Linked DNA regions of Podarcis muralis: region 2 is linked to region 1. The links are chromatin contacts, called in public Hi-C maps. All regions are on one chromosome and are shown on one strand. Each heading gives the region's core, a stretch centred on a gene start, on an enhancer-like site or on the middle of the called end of the contact. The rest is flanking DNA. Distances are from core to core; before and after follow the strand shown.

Region 1 (2,743 bases), core at 152-2,651:
GGGATAAGCAGTCAGAACCACATTTTGCCTCAAAGTTTCAGCCCCCCCCCAGCTCATAGTCTGTAAATGGTGAATAGATACAGTATAGATACAGTCACCAACAGTAAACCTTGCTAATAAATTATCTATGCAGAAGGAAAGTGATACCCAAGTTTATATATAATTACTGTGTGTGTGCTCGGGTATATATTTCCTCTACCCTCTTCCTGTTCCAAAATGAGTTTCGTGCAGCCTGATCTCCAAAGCATTCCTTAACAAATGTTACAGCTTGTAAAATAACAAAACATAACAGCAGTCACTTTACTCTGCATTGCTACTATCTACTTGATGAAATCAACATCGTAACGAAAAACGCCACACGTTACACTAGTTGTAAGGTTTGCTCATAACTTGTTACACAGTAACTGGAATCTCCACAGTATAAATGCAGAGAAAGTAAGAGAAAGTAGCGCTTAAGCCCCATGTAACCAATCGTATCACTCAGTTGGAACTAATGTGCAGCCATTTAACTTCGCTGCAGCTTGAGGGTGCAATCCTAAACTCGCTTACTTCCGGAGTAGATCCTATGGAATGCACAAACACTTGCTTCCGAGTAAAGATGCACGGGATTGTGCTGGGCCTACGGTGCACTAAGCAGTTGGGAAACACTTAGGTTTTCCCATGGGGCATGTGCAACTATTTTCTTGCACTATTTTCTACACAGAGAGCACTTTCCTCTCTGCCCCGCCCCCCATCACGCCCATGATATGCACGAAGAAATCCACGACTTAACTCGGGGGTCTTCACAAGCGTCACGTGTGAACACTCACGCTATACACCGCAAGCCTTTCCTTCGGACGACCGTATCTTAGCAGAACATCCTCCCATCTTAAGGGAGACCGCGAGCTGCTGAATTGCACGCGAGGTCCAGCGCGCAATTCCAAAAGCAAAGGAGATTCATCCCTACATCGGGTTGAATCCTGTACCTGGCATGGAAGCTGCAGCGCTCTCCTCGAGAGACGCGCAAGAAACCGCACCGGGCAGAGCCAGGCACCCCCGCCTCTTCCCCTCCGTCCCTCTCCCGTCCCCGTCGCGTGGGGGCCAGAGAGCCAGCCGCTCTCTTCTCTCAGAACCCCGACCCAAGACTCTCCCCGCAGCTCTTAGCTGCGCGCGATCCTGTACCTGGGTCCGCCTGCGATGCACACGCTCTCCGCCATGTCTCGCTCCGCTGGTGCTTCAGCCGCACCTCCCTGGGAAAACCGAACCCGGGGCGAGCGATTGGAGCCTCCCTCCCGCAAGTGCGCACGCGCGGACACTTCCCCCTGTCACCCACGGAGCTCGGCAAAGGATGCTGGGAAGCCCGACTCCCTCCCCCGGCATTCCAAGCGGTGGATACTCCGCCGACTTCTGCCTCTTGGCCGGCGCGGAGCAGCCTGGGATATGTAGTCCTCCCCGTGGCTCCCGCCCTTTAGCCTAAGATTCCTTCGGCGGCGGTATCTTTTCCCTGCTGAAGGCCACGGCATGCCGTGAACAAGCACGCAGGCACGCTCACTCGGGAAAGCGCGCCTGCCCTTGTTCAGTGCGGAGTCAGCCTCAGCGCGCGCCACATCGCTGCTGTTCCTTTTCGGTCCGTTCACCCCAAGGCATGCCGGGACTTGTGGTCTTCGGCTGGGGCATGATGGGGGTTGTAGTCCCGCGGGAGTTTTGACTCGGCTCTCGCTCCAGTTAAGAAGATCCGGGTTCTTCCGGCTGAGGGCGAGCAGTGTTTGAGGGCGTCGCCTAGCAGCAGCGGCCTGCTCCGCCTCCTCGGTGAACGACTTGAGTAAACCAGCGAGGCAGAAGGAGGGAGGGATGTTTTCGTGAACAAATAAACGCGGATTAACGTCGCCTGCACCTGGCGGGCGAGGCGGGGCTCCGGAAGGGGGACTAGGCTGCACTCCTCGCTGACCGTTTGGCTCCGAGAGCGGAGAGGCGTTTCCTTGCCTGGGGAAACAAATGGCTGCAATCCTCGACCCGCTTCCTCTGGAGTAAACCTACTGGCTCACTGCGAAGCGCGCAGGAGAGGTTGCGTGGAGCCTCCGCATCCTAGGTATCCGGGGTAAAAAGGCTCATAGCTTCGCTTCCTTTCCCAGCTGACTCACTTCGGAGGGTCTAGAGGCGCTTTCGAAAGGTTTATGGCGAAGGCCTGTGTGTGTGTGTGTGTGTGTGTGTGTTTAAACTCCTTTTAGAGAGTCTTGTAGTAGACATTGAAAGACCAGCTAATCTGTTAATCTTTTCTCCCCCCCCCCGTGAACTATAGGTTCAACTATATACCTCTATATAGCTATATACCTATAACTATATACCTCTATATACCTCAGCTATATACCCCCCCTGAACTATAGGTACAGCTATATACCTCTATAGGTTTAAGGTGTACTCGCTTGAAAGTGTGTGCGCTTCACGACCATAGGGGTTGTGGCCTTGAGCCCACTGCATCAGGTAAGGACATAAAAAACGAGCCATGCTCACCTGGCACCGCATCCCGTTCTCACAGGGGATAAACAGGTGTTTGTGGGAATCCGGTAAGCAGGATCCTTGGCGCAAGATAGTCCTCTCCCCTCCTGTGGTTCCCAGCAATTGGTTCTAATGCCTCCAACTGTAGCAGCAGAGCAGAGTAACATATTCTGACTGGTAACCATGAATGGTTTTCTCCATGAATTTGTCCAGTGTTCTTTTAAAGCCATCCAAGCTGGTAGCCATCACCGGTCTCCTGTGGGAGCAA
Region 2 (2,743 bases), core at 170-2,669, 440 kb before region 1:
CTGTTGCATGAATATATATTTTTCGTCAATAGTTTGGACTGCTTTAGTTGTATGTGCTTTCTTTTAAAGCTTGTTCCCTTTTCTTCTACTCTTCTACTGATTTAAATAAACATGATCTTTCTATTTTGAACTCTGATATTTTGCCCAGCTGCAAGAGCTGCTCATGTTAATGTTATCCAACAAATTTGCTTTCCCACCCTCCAAACTTTCAAGGAGAGATGCTGGGAACTGAAGATTGGACTCTGGCTATTTGCAACAAGTCAGGGATTTGGGATAGTATCTCCATCATTATAACTACTCAAAGTCTGGATCTCTACACCACCTTTTCTTTTAGCTTATCAAGGACTAAATATAAGAAGCAGCACCTCCCAGCTTGCCCCACCTCACAGGATTGGTGTGAGTGAGCTCTTTGTCATGCCCCACAAGCAGATTGCCCCTGGGTCCCCTGGTATCACTGTTCTTGGTGTAGTGAGTCTCTGAGTATGAACACCAATTCAGCCTCTCTAGCTGGCAAGACACTCGGGTAGGCTAACTACACTACAGTTTTAAAAACTTATATAATGGGCTGGAAATAAATCTTAATCTAAACCCTGCGTGCATCGTGACAGCCAAAGCAAGCCACTGTTGCGATCACTTTTTTCTTAGTGTCAAAGCCCTTGTTCTTTCAGAAAATGGCTTTGCGGCGAACTTTACCCAACGTAGTTTGGAAATGGAAAATATTAATGTTAATTCGATTTAACACATAATGGTCATAGAATTTCAGTTGTGCGGGGGGGGGGGGACTGCCACTCCCTCTCCCCAATGCCAGTTTGCAAACTTCTGCGCCAAGAACTAAAGAGCTGGTGCTTTTTCTGGGGGGGAAACTGGTCCTGGTGAATTTTTTCCTTATAATTCTAGATTGTTAAGCTCAATGGCGCAGCAACCGCTTTGCATGCAAGAGATTCCAGGCTCTTCCCACATATCAGAAGTGGGTTGCGGTGTTGTTTTTTGCATGCTTAAGGCAAAGAGAAAAGAAAGCCTTGCAAATCCGTGATACCATACCTTTTAACTTCTCCAGCTTCCTCTGCATATAGACACAGATGTGCATATGCATAGATGCGTCTGAATTTCCCCAGCGGGGAGCTGAGAAAAAGTTGCCCCCCTTCCCAGATTCATGAAGTACGATTTTTCTGAACTTCTAAACTGACCTAACGTCACTCTCACCTCAGGCCGAAGCGCACCTGCCAGAAACCCTCTTTAGTCGGGGCCTACAACTCTTCCCTTCGCTTTTCTCCGTAGTTCTAGGTGACGTTTCTCCCTTTCCTCTTTGCGTTCTTCTCTCTCCCATTGCGAAAGCTCCGCGACGCGCGCGCCGTCACTAGGCAACCGCCTCCGCTTCCTCGGAGAGAGCCGGCCCCTTTAAGGGCGCGTCGAACGCCGATGGCATAGATGGGCGAGCTCGGCTTCGGAAAGAGGCCGAGCGGCGCTTCTTCGCTCTCCTCCTCCTTCCTCCTCCCTTCCCCGCCTCGAGCGCCCGCCTATCTCCGCGGGTGAGGCTGGGCCAGCCTTGGGTCGGGACTCGACTGATATGGTCTGGAGAGCGGGGATTTTGACAGGGCCGCGGAAGGTGGTTGGCCGGGAGAGCGGAGGCCCCGGGAGGCCGATGGCGGCGGCGGCGCTGGTAGGAGAGTCTAGGGCGGATCCCCTGGGGAGCCGGCAGCGACGCTGGCCATTCAGGGCGCGGCTCCTCTTCCCCGTCGTTGTTTCCCTTGTCGCGGGGAGTTCCGTCGGTCGGTGTAGTGAATGAGGCGCGGGGGCTCACGGGAAGCCCCGGGTTCAATCCCCGCCCCCCGATGTTAGCAGAGCTGCAGGCTGCGATGAGCTGGGAGGGAAAATCCTTTGTGCTTTTTTCGTGGCTTGTAGGAGGTGCAGCATGGAGACGCATACAAAGATCTCCAGCCATTGAAAACACAGCATTAAGATAAATTCAACAGTGTAAATAAATTGTGATGGATGTAATAAAATACTGAATGGTTTAGTTTATGTAAAATACGCAGGGATTTATGATTTGTAAAATGAACCGTGGAAAGAGAAATCGTTGATATTTTAAGGATGTTTAAATGAGTATTCTAAATTGTAAAACAGAAAATTTAATAAAAATTATATTTATATATATACACACACACACACACACACACACACACAAAAACAAAGATCTGCAGCCAGCAGAAGTTCATCTTTTGATCAGAAATGAAAACAACCTATTTGTATTATTTTGTAACACACACACACACACACACACACACACAAAATTTTCGATTAAAACTATTGAAAAAGAAAATAAATGCGAGCGACCTTGCGAAAGAAGTGGTGCGTGCTTCAGCTGCTAGCTTGGGGTAGGAGTTGCACCAAAAGGAAGGAGCGCCTAGCCCTTGATGGATGGCTGTTCCCCACCCACCCACCTCGCTCGCCCTCTGGCTTCCTCCATGCTTCCTTGCAAGAAGTGAACACAAAGTGGTGATGGCCCACCAACTTGGATGGCTTTTGAAAGAGGATTGGGCAAGTTCAAGGAGGATAAGGCTATAATGCTTCTGAAAACCAGTTGCTGGAAACCGCAGGAAGGGAGTGTGTTGTTGCGCTCAGGACCTGCTTGCAGGCTTCCTGGTGGGCATTTGGTTGGTCACTGTGAAAACAGGGTGCTGGTCTAGATGGGACACTGGCCTGATCCTGAAGGGATATTATGCTCTTATGCTAACTTGAAATA

What was found. Hi-C and Micro-C count contacts between places; a contact is called where the count stands out from the background.
Region 2: a contact with region 1 is called in a Hi-C map of blood, with 4 times the contacts expected there. The contact joins the promoter of POC1B here to the promoter of TMTC3 in region 1. A contact is called at or near these places in 2 of 3 Hi-C or Micro-C datasets (blood and tail).

What each region holds. Positions count from the first base shown.
Region 1 is chr10:39,404,285-39,407,027 of rPodMur119.hap1.1, reverse strand. TMTC3 (transmembrane O-mannosyltransferase targeting cadherins 3) reads right to left here and starts at 1,401. Exons shown (of 16, transcript XM_028746084.2): 1 at 1,162-1,401. CEP290 (centrosomal protein 290) reads left to right here and starts at 1,629. Exons shown (of 56, transcript XM_077934783.1): 1 at 1,629-2,077.
Region 2 is chr10:39,840,799-39,843,541 of rPodMur119.hap1.1, reverse strand. It overlaps POC1B (POC1 centriolar protein B), which reads left to right and starts at 1,419. Exons shown (of 12, transcript XM_028746650.2): 1 at 1,419-1,660. The coding sequence starts at 1,568.